3 separate regions of the Mus musculus genome follow, and regions 1 and 3 are each linked to region 2. The links are chromatin contacts, called in public HiChIP or PLAC-seq maps. All regions are on one chromosome and are shown on one strand. Each heading gives the region's core, a stretch centred on a gene start, on an enhancer-like site or on the middle of the called end of the contact. The rest is flanking DNA. Distances are from core to core; before and after follow the strand shown.

Evidence for each region. HiChIP or PLAC-seq counts read pairs in DNA pulled down with a chosen protein or histone mark.
Region 1: a FOXA1 HiChIP or PLAC-seq map of pancreatic cancer cells shows a contact between it and region 2. The contact joins two enhancer-like sites. A contact is called at or near these places in 1 of 484 Hi-C or Micro-C datasets (frontal cortex) and 3 of 115 datasets of contacts at active chromatin or transcription factors (double positive thymocytes, memory CD8 T cells and pancreatic cancer cells).
Region 3: a contact with region 2 is called in a FOXA1 HiChIP or PLAC-seq map of pancreatic cancer cells. The contact joins the promoter of Zc3h7a here to the enhancer-like site in region 2. A contact is called at or near these places in 3 of 39 promoter capture datasets (liver, maxillary cranial neural crest and pre-B cells) and 4 of 115 datasets of contacts at active chromatin or transcription factors (the SCID.adh cell line, bone marrow-derived macrophages, memory CD8 T cells and 1 more).

The regions. Positions count from the first base shown.
Region 1 is chr16:11,015,977-11,019,381 of GRCm38.p6, reverse strand. No RefSeq gene overlaps it. Among named protein-coding and RNA genes, the nearest start is that of Gm4262, 8.8 kb to the right of the region's middle. Within about 2 kb of position 1,346, at least 40 of the 459 cell types and tissues checked have an H3K27ac peak or open chromatin away from gene starts, as enhancers often do. A contact at or near this core is called in pancreatic cancer cells, where this site is marked.
Region 2 is chr16:10,674,945-10,678,443 of GRCm38.p6, reverse strand. The region is part of intron 18 of Clec16a (C-type lectin domain family 16, member A); the gene reads right to left. All of the region lies in intron 3 of Gm15558 (a long non-coding RNA gene), which reads left to right. Among named protein-coding and RNA genes, the nearest start is that of Gm15558, 6.9 kb to the left of the region's middle. Within about 2 kb of position 1,538, at least 60 of the 459 cell types and tissues checked have an H3K27ac peak or open chromatin away from gene starts, as enhancers often do. A contact at or near this core is called in the SCID.adh cell line, liver and pancreatic cancer cells, where this site is marked.
Region 3 is chr16:11,175,021-11,178,246 of GRCm38.p6, reverse strand. Zc3h7a (zinc finger CCCH type containing 7 A) reads left to right here and starts at 1,906. Exons shown (of 23, transcript NM_145931.3): 1 at 1,906-2,027. It overlaps 4930509G22Rik (RIKEN cDNA 4930509G22 gene), which reads right to left and starts at 71. Exons shown (of 4, transcript NR_151506.1): 1 at 1-71.

The sequences.
Region 1 (3,405 bases), core at 97-2,596, 340 kb before region 2:
GGCGGGGTTACTACATACAGGTAAATAAGGAGGCAGTGTTTATGCTGTACAGAAGAATCATGGTAGAACTCACAGTGCGGGAGCACTCACAGAGCAGGAGCACTCTTCAGGCATCTGCGGTGCTGCTGTGGTGCTCATTATCTGTACACAGGATCAGCATTTGTACTTGGACCAGAGAGGAAAGCTTTGCCGTTTTCTCCAGTGGCAACAGCCTTGCTGCTCCTTTGCTCTTTACTAAGGTTGAGATGTCAAGAGTAGCCTCCCAACTGGGCATTTCATCCCAGCACTTGGGAGGCAGAGGCAGGCAGATTTCTGAGTTCAAGGCCAGCCTGGTCTACACAGAGAAACCCTGTCTCGAAAAACCAAAAAAAATAAAAAAGAGTAGCCTCCCCCAGGAAGCTTTCCCTGACTGCCAGCCCCCAGGGGCTTCTGAAGCACCCTCATCAGGAGACCTCCCAGGAACCAATGTCCAGCCAGAGGGCTCTTTTACCAGGTGTGGCTCCCTGGCAGAGCCAGTGCCTGCCCTAGAGAAGGCCCTCCGTTCTGTCCCCAGCACTGTAAAAGCCCAAACAGCTAAGAACTTGTTGGGCTGCTAGAGGCACTGGAGTCAGGGTCAGAGCCTGGGGCTGGGCAGCCCTCACATGCTAGGCTGGGCCTCCCATCCTCTACAGGCCAAACAGACGCGGAACAGTGGACAGCAGAGACAGGAGGTTTATAGGCGATGAGGCCATGTCAGGAAGAGGTGACTTCCCCAACCTCCAGGTTCCTTCAGGATCCTGACCCAAGGGTTAGGTTTAAATGCCTGCGTGGCTGAGCATCTCTGAGCATCTTGGCCCCAGGACCTCATGAAGGTGGTCTGACAAGTTCAGAACCACGTAAAATCTCTTCCTGGGAGACAAGTTCCTCAGGCTGCACCCGCATCGGCCCTTCCTCCCACCAGAAATTCCTGGGGAAATTCCAGTTTGGGGGTGGGGGGACCATTGTTCAATAGTCTGACAGCCAAAGGGGCTGGAGCAGTGTTTTGGGTGGCTCCTGTCTGGTTGCCACAGTAGCTCCTGGGAGGAAGGCTCTGATGCTGCTCAGTGCAGAACAGCTTTTGTAGCTAAAAGTACCCCAGCGTGCCTCCAGAGACCAGGGCTGCAGGCTTGAGAAGCCACTAGGAGGGCAGCTCAGAGCTATCAGCTGAACGTTTGGATCTAGCCTGGCTTCCAGTGGAATTGTAAACATGTCCTTCTGTCCCTCTCAGGGTTAGCATCACAGAGATGTGGGTGTGACGACTAGGGTGTGGCCTGCTGAAGCTTGGGGGCCAGACCTGGGCTTATTACCATCCCGTTTCCCTTGTGTCCAGAGACAGGGAGGAGCCTGCCCTCTCCAGTGGATTCCCCACAAAAGCCCCCGAATGCCTGTGTCACATGTATCCTGCAACGTCACATGACCTGACTTTCAGAAGCAGCCCAGGGTGGAAGTCTGGGCTGGGCAGAACCTACGAAAGATTGGCTTCAGAACAAGTGGTGTCTTCTGTCTCAGACTCCTCATCCTTCCCTGTTGATGCCAGGCATTAACCACCTTTTGTGACTGGCCACCTGGTGACTCTACAACTATCAGGGGAAGGAATGAGCCCACAGAGAGACTCGTGTGTGTGTGTGTGTGTGTGTGTGTCTGTGTGTGTGTGTGTTGCTGTCTCCACAACGTGGGGGAGTGGGACTTTGTTCTTAATTAGCTGCAGATTTACAGGTATTTCCTGGCAAGGTTAGATTCCTCAGCTATGCCTAAATGTCTGATGGGCAGCAAATGGCTTTTTAAGTGTATTATATGTCACATGGAGGCAAATGTGGTACTAGAAATTGTTTATCTGACCTTCAGATTGAGCTAGATATTGATAAGTTATCTCCACTAACTAAATGAGCCAATTTAGACCAAATTAAATGTAAAAGCAGCTCTCTGTTAAGTTCACTGACCACATAGGAGGGAGTCAGTGAAATCCCCATACTGAGGGAGACAGAGGGGAAGGGAAGAGAAGAGAAATCATGGAGAGAGACAGAGAGAGAGAGAGAGAGAGAGAGAGAGAGAGAGAGAGAGAGAGAGGAAGAAGAAGAAGAAGAAGAAGAAGAAGAAGAAGAAGAAGAAGAAGAAGAAGAAGAGAAGAAAAAGAAGAAGAGGAAGAAGGAGGAGGAAGAGGAGGGGGAGGGGGAGGGGGAGGAGGAGGAGGAGGAGGAGGAGGAGGAGGAAAAGAGAGGAAAGGAGAGAAGAGGAGAGAAGAGAAGAAGAGTAATGCAAGCCGGGCGGTAGTGGCACACGCCTTTAATCCCAGCACTTGTGAGGCAGAGGCAGGCGGATTTTTGAGTTTGAAGCCAGCCTGGTCTACAAAGTGAGTTCCAGGACAGCCAGGGCTACATAGAAAAGCCCTGTCTCGAAAAAACAAACAAACAAACAAACAAAAAACAAAAGAAGGTGGAGGAGGAGGAGGAGGAGGAAGAGGAAGAAGAAGAGGAAAAGGAAGAAGAAGAAGAAGAAGAAGAAGAAGAAGAAGAAGAAGAAGAAGAAGAAGAAGAAGAAGAAGAAGAAGAAGAAGAAGAAGAGTGATGCAAAGGTGAGGGCAGGAAAAGCAAACTAAAGTGCTAAAGTGTCTGGATTATTTAGGAGGGAGTGTCTGGGTGAGAGGAAGCCCAACGAGAGGAAGGTTCTGTGTAGATGTAAGGGTGTGCCAGCCAAGCCCCATAACAGGTAGGGACTGAGGAATGCTGGGAGAACTTTGGTATGTTAAATATGCACCTCAGTTCCTTGTCCCTGGTCTGACTCACAACATCCCAGCCTTTTGTCGATAATAAATGAATAAGAATGACATAATCGTCTATGACTACTTCCTGCTGACGTTGGGGCATTGTTATTGGGGGCCCAAAATCTGGAATGCTGGCCAAGGTTGGTAAGAGTTGGATGCTGTCCAAGTTCTGCAGGACCATCTGGGTCTAGGGATGTAAAGGCCCAGTTGGAACTCTTTGTGAGGCTAGACTGGAGCACCTGTGGGTAACTGCTTCGGAGTTGCCCTGGATGCAGGTCTCCAGGAAGCACTGGGACTTGATAGGATGCTGGGGCAGATATATATGTTAGGGGTAGGAAATAAAGTTAAGGATTTTAGGGAGAAAAAATTTGCTTGGGTGTATGTTTGAAACTTTTAGGCCCGTGGTCTTGATGGTTGGGGGTGGGGGACAAGACCATGGAAAGGGAAATAGATCCCACCCTCAGAAATAGATGGGGGAAACAGACTGTTGATTAACAGTGCTTATTGGAGTCCATTTGACCTGTGAGATGTGGAACCAAATGGATTCCTCGAAGCTTGCCAGAACCTTTTAAGTTCACAAAAAGAGATGCATTTTAGATATGTTAGTATTAGGCTGTTTGTAATCG
Region 2 (3,499 bases), core at 289-2,788:
ACACACAGTGCCTGTGCCATATGATCAGATTTATTTAGTTGAATGTGTGTATACACCAGTGCTGCTGCCTCTGGAGGCCGGAAGTGTTGGAGTCCCCTGGAGCTGGAGTCACAGGCAGCTGTGAGCTGCCAGGAGTGGGTGCTAGGAATGGAACTCAGGTTCTCTGGAAGAGCAGAACTCACTTTTAACCATGGAGCCATCGCCCTAGCCCTCTCACTTCTTTTTCTTTTCTTTTCTTTTTTTTTTTTTTTTTGTTTTGTTGTTTTGTTTTTTGAGGCAGGGTTTCTCTGTATCCCCCTGGCTGTCCTGGACCTCACTTTGTAGACCAGGCTGGCCTTGAACTCAGAAATCCACCTACCTGCCTCTGCCTCCTGAGTGCTGGGACTAAGGGCGTGCGCCACCATGCCCGGCTGCAGCCTATCACTTAGAAAATATTTTTCCTTGTGTGTGGCAGGTGTATGATTGTATGTATGAAGACATATCTGCGTGCACATGAAGCTGATGTCAAGCATCTTTCTCCACTACTCTTCACCTTTTGTATTATGGCAAGGTCTCTTGCTAAAACTAAGCTTCAGCTTGTCTAATGAGCCAGCTTGCTGGACAGCAGCAGGGATAACAGCTTTTATATGGAGGTGGGGACCCTAACACTGGTCCTAATGCTTTCATGGCAAGCACTTGAATTGATAAACCATCTCCATGGCCCTCCATCACTTCTATCATTTTTTCCCAATGCTGGCAATGGACTTTAGGCTGCATGTATGCTAGGCAAGTGCTCTACCAGTAAGGGCTTTTATGTCACTTTGACTGATGCTTATAAAATGCCCATATCACAAATACCCATTTGATGCCCTAGCAGGAGTAGTAGGGATACTACCTCTTAGTCCTTTAGGAACTTGGTATGACAAGTGTTTCAGGACCACCATGAACAATGAGTTAGTACGAAATCTGCAGGTACAAATAGGTATCTGTTGTTTGCTCCCTGGGCAGCTACCCTGGGATGGGTAACTGTAATACCCCAGGAACAATGATGTCAGGCAGCTTGTCCCGGTGTCCAGGTTTGGACTGGCTCAGCTGTACCTTCCTCCAGAGGTGGGTCTTCCTTTTTGTTTTTTGTTTTTTTTAATTTATTTTTTTATTTTTTTACTTAGCATGCCTTGTCTACTCAAATATGCAAACAAGTTTCTCAAAGTTCCTGAAAAACCCATCTGTGTTTATTTCCCCCAAGGAAAGTTGCCAGAGACTTTTTTCAAGAGGATAAAATGAGAACTTTACCCTTCTCATTCCCACATTTCCAGGAATGCAAGCAGGGCAGCATCCCCTATCCTACCAACTGCCCAGGTCTACAGAGCAGGGTGCTCTCGGAATCAATTGTCATTCCTTGTTTTTCCCATGAGTACAGCACCAATTTCACAGGGAGACAGCTTGCTGAAAATGCAATTACCAGAAACGAGGTCCAAGTAGAGCACGGTGTGTCCCCTTATCAGGAAGCATGCAGCCTGTCACCAGGGACACAGACTCATCCTCTCCTGCTGACCACACTTATCTCTGCTCTGCTCTCAGAATGGCATATTTGCATAGCACATTGCATAATTTCCTCTTTGAAAACAGCCCTAGCATGAGTAAATAAAGTTACCTAACTCTGTAGTGAAGAGAAGACTCCAGATTTCCAAGAAAAGATCTGAATGCCTGAGCTGTGCTGTCACGCTTGGTGGCCCAACAGCCTTTCACAGGGGCTTGGACCAGAGCCCCTCAGAAGCACCCTGAGATCTCAGTTCTGAGCCTTCCTGAGGATGTGGTCAGGCTCTATCCACTCTCCATTTTCTAGGTGAGGAAGGTGCTTCCCAGCTCTGGGTAACCTGTCTGAGCCTCAGATTCCTAAAGGGACACATGGGGATACATCTTCCTTTTGTCCTGTGTGGAAGATTCTTGAAGAAACTGTTTCCCATTTCCTCTTCTAAATGTACATAGGAAAAGGGTTTATGGAATGGAGAGACAGTCATAGGATCTGCCTGTTGGGTTGCAATGAGGTCTCAGGGAAGTATGGAAAGAGCTAGAACAGTGCCTGGCACAGAGGTAGGTGACAGTGAGCTTACCCAGCAAGAGCATGACGGTCTGGTAGGGACATTGAGGGGTCTGGGCCAGCAGCCCAGTGTGCTGCCTCTTAGGCTCTGTGGCTTCCATCAAGGTATGACCTTTCTAGGTGGGCTTTAGTTGGTTTCATTGTTTCTCAAATTAAGAGGTTTAGACTAAACCACATGCCTATCTTCTGATGGGAAAGAACGTCTAAATTTCATACCAGGGGACACATTTATGGCTGTTTGGCAGAAATTAGTTCTCAGACTGAATGCTTACCGGCATAGCAGGCTGATTTTTAATTAGCTTGTGGGAATCCAGTATACTTCAAACATTAACAGTAAAATATGGGAGACCTCTGGTGGAGATAGGCCACACCTTTGGACTTAAACAAAAGCTACAGACTTCACAAACCAAATTTCCTGCTTTGTATTTTCAATTTCTGGTATTCACAATGACTACCAATAAATTTCTGGCACCAGAGCAGCACTTTTAAAGTATGTGATATAGACTGGTATGGTTAATATAAACCCAACCTAATCAGCATTCCTCAGTACAATACTATACCCAGTCACATGACCTGTCAATCATTAAACCCTGCCTCCGACATAATCAATACTGACACACTCAACTATTTTTCCTTCTCTTAAAAATGAACTTGCTAGGCTGGAGAGGCAGCTCAGCAGTTAAGACTCCTCTTGCAGAGGACCCAGGTTCATTTCCCAGCACCCACATGGTGGCTAATAATTATCTGTAACTCCATTTCCAAGGGAGGCAGTACCCTCTTCTGACTTCCACAGCCAATGCACACACATGATGTGTAGACATATATTCAGGGGAAACACCTATACACATAAAATAAAGATAAATATACTTGAATTAAACAAGAAAGGAAACTTTATTAATTCATTTATTTCACTTTAGCTATTTGACAAACTTGTCTCTTAGCTGAATTGGGGACACTGACATGTAATCCCAATATTTAGGAGACTGAGGCAGGAGAACTGAAAGCTGGAGGCCATCCTGGGCTACCTAGCAAGACCATGTCTCATATATAACTAGATAAATAGGGGATAAGAAAATGGCTCAAAGTGTTTGCTGTGAGACCCTGATAAGCTGAGTCCAACCTCAGGAACCTATGCAGAAGGCAAGACATGGCAGCATGCTTCTGTAACCCCAGCACACCTAAAGGGAGTTGGGAGGCAGAGGCAGCAGGGTGCGCTGGAGCCCATTGCAGTGGCAGGAAACAAGAGAGACTGTGTCAACAAGGTGAAGCTGAGATCTGGTTTTCATTAGCTGTCCCCTAACCCTTCTACTTCTCTCTCTCACATATAGTAGACAAATGCACTTTAGAAGCAAGTGAAGCCTAGAGGTGGCGCATGCCTGTAATTTCTGTACTTGGGAGATAGAGGCAGGCAGGCCTCTG
Region 3 (3,226 bases), core at 657-3,156, 500 kb before region 2:
GCCAGCCCTTGGGAGGCAGGAGCCTAAAACAGTTCTTCAGCAAATGCACCTATCCGGTACAGCACCCAGGTAAGAGGCCGGGGACTTCCCCACTAGTATAGAAGACAAAGAAGCAGAGACCCTTACAACACACAGTATTCTTCAAGGCTAGAGAAGGTTCATCCATGCTCAGCCCTTCTTTTCCTTTGCTCCCTACAGTACATATAATGATGGGTTCCCAGATATATCTACTCTCTATCACCAGCAACTTGTGATTATTGCTACCTTGCCTGGAAAATCACTGGGAATCTCCAGGTGGGATCCAGGACCTCCTTGTTTCAAATGCAATCACCAGGGCCCTTTGAGGGACAACTGAAAGCAAAGACCCAGAGAAGGTGTGGCAAGGAGACCTCATTTAGAGGAAAATACTGGCTCTGGAGATGACAGGCATGACCTACGAGTCCAGGAGGCCTCTAGGAGCTAAAAAGAGGCAAGAGCTCAACACTAGTTTCCAGAAGGGACAAGCCTCGTCAGCACCTGGACATCACCAGTGAAACACCTGCTGCAGACTCTGGTCCTTTAGAACTCTTAAGTTTATGTTGTTTCAAGGCAACAAAAATGTAGGCCATTGGTACAGGAACAACAGGAAGTCCATACATTCTCATCAAGTTTCACTTTGTACTGGCCCAGTACTGACGACTTCCTGAGCTTACAGTAGCACTCTGGGTCCAGACAGAGTGCATCTCAGTGTCTTCCTTCTAATGTAAACTTTTCCCTCTGTCCCCAGTGGTCCTGGACCTGGGTATTTCTTGCTTCATAGCCAAAGAAGACCTGGAACTCCTATCCCCCCCCCCCCACCCCCATGTACTGCTATGACAAGGGTACCCCACCATATCCAGTTTATTTGGTGCTGGAAATCAAACTCAAGGCTAGGCAAGCACTTTGACAACTAAGTTACATCCTCAACCCCTTTCACTTTTCTGCTTGTCCTTTCTATATATCCGCCCAACGGCATGAAGAAACTTTCTAAAACTGCAAATTAGACCTTGTAATTTCCATCTCAGACACTGAATTCCAAATTTCATGCAGTGGCTCATCCTCTTTGAGCTTTCTACACACACACTTTGTCTTCCCTGTCCCTCAGCAACTTAGGCTCAGGATCTTTCCCACTGCCTGGAAGCACTCTCCCTTCTACTGCCCTGACTTGGAGCACTTTTCACATCTCCAGTCGCAGGGACTCAGCCTTACATTGTTCTGTCTGGGGTAATGTACACCTGACCACTGAAACACCGGTGAATACAGCGACATATAAGTTGAGATGAAGGCCAGGGAGAACAAGAGCTTGTGTTGGCTCTGAGATCCGTCCCTACATTCATTTGCAAAAATACCGCATTTTGTTTTCAAGATGATAAAAACAGTGACTGCGAGTAGGATAGGGAATTGAGGACAAGTTCCGAAGTGACGCTCCGGCGTCCGAATGAGTTTAGGTCACCTCCCTGTTCAACGCGGGTCCCTATGCCTGTCATTCATTTGAAAGGACACGACTGTATGGCTGTTTTCAGGGTGACGGTAACAGTATCGGAATGCAAAGCAGGACGCTCAGGATAAGTTACTGCAGAGAACAGATTCCGAAGGAAGTGACACCCTGGTGCCCAGATGAATCTAGGTCTCCTTCCAGTCCTACTTTGGTATCCAAGCGGTGTGGGAGAGGGCGATGATGCTGGGCTCAAGAGCTTGCGGTCTCTCACCCCCTTCCGTGTGGCCGCCCAGGGTTCCGCCTATCGCCGCCGCTTCCGCAGCCCCGAGGCCCCGACGTGGCGCCTCCAACCCCGGGCTGACACTGGCAACGCAGCCAATGGTAGCGTTTGCGGGGCGGCGCGCGAGGCCTCCCGCCGCCAGAGGGCGCCGCCCCGAGCGTCGCGGGCTGGCAGCTGCGGTGGGTCGCCCAGGGAAGCTGCGAGACTGTGAGAGCTCTTGAGCCGGTGAACGCACATCCCGCTGTCGCCTCCGCACTCCGCGCCCCTCGGCTCCTGGGTGCCGCCCCGCAGGTGAGGGAAGGGGACGCGCGGGCGTCGCGGGCAGGGTCGCGCTCTTCCAATCGCGTGCGTGCGCCGCGTCGCTTCGTGAGCACGCGCGGCCGTTAACGGACTTCAGGCGGGGGAGGGGCGCGGACCCCCGAACCGGCTGCACGGGCTCCTCGGGAGTCGTAATCCGGGCACGCGCGGCGGCCCCTGCCACCTGGACTGCCTGGCCGACATCCACGCACTAGCTTTTGGTGGTTTAGCATTTCGTTATTCCTGGGTGCTGGGTGATCGCGGGGCGTCCGTGTTAGTAAGTGTCTCGGTTTGGGGACGCTCGCGACGCCAGCTGAGTGCGCGCTCGCCGGTGTCGGGTTCGCCCCTTGCGGGTGTTATGCGCGGCCCACCCCGCGTATGGGTGGCGACTGGCTTCCGGTGTTCGGCCGGGGTTCGGAGACTGTACGAGGGTTCTCGGTTTTCCTTTCCCCACCCTTAAAGAATGGAGACCTGTCAGTTCCCATTAGCGGGAATTTCCGGTTAGGGGTAGTCAGCGCAGGGGTGTGGTCAGGTTGGAAGGTCCTAGCTGGGCCCAAGGGGTGGTGCCTGCGCTCTGACTGGGTGAATTTATTCCGGGGTTGGGCGTTTTTTGGGTCCCCAGATGTTAAGGGATCAAAGAGGGTCATAGTGTTAGGTATTTAAGACCAAGAGGGTCTGGTGTAGACCTGCGCTGTCCGATGGTAATGTGGCCACTGGTAAAGTGGGGTGGTCGAGCACTGGAATGTGGCAAGAATTGAGATTCACTTTTGGTTTCAATTTGTTTGTTTGTTTGTATGTTTGTTTCGAGACAGAATTTCTCTGTTTAGCCTTGGCTGCCCTGGAACTTACTTTGTAGACCAGGCTGGACTTGAGCTTAGAGATCTGCTTTCCCCTACCTCCCGAATGCTGTGATTTAAAAGCCGTGCCACCACCGCCCCACTCCGGTTTCAGTTTTAAAGTCTGATTTGAAAGATTTCGTTTGGGAGGAAGAAAAAGAACGAAAAAGATCTCCTTGGTAAACTCCTATGCTTAAATCAGCCAGTGTTTAGCAAGCAGTGTGTTATATACTTGAGGTGATACCTGTTGTGGCTACGTTAGAATTAAAACAATCTGTCCAGTTTCTTTTTACTATTTTAGTATGGCCACTTCGTAATTTAAAATGGCACGTACCGCCGGTATCGTATTTCGATTGG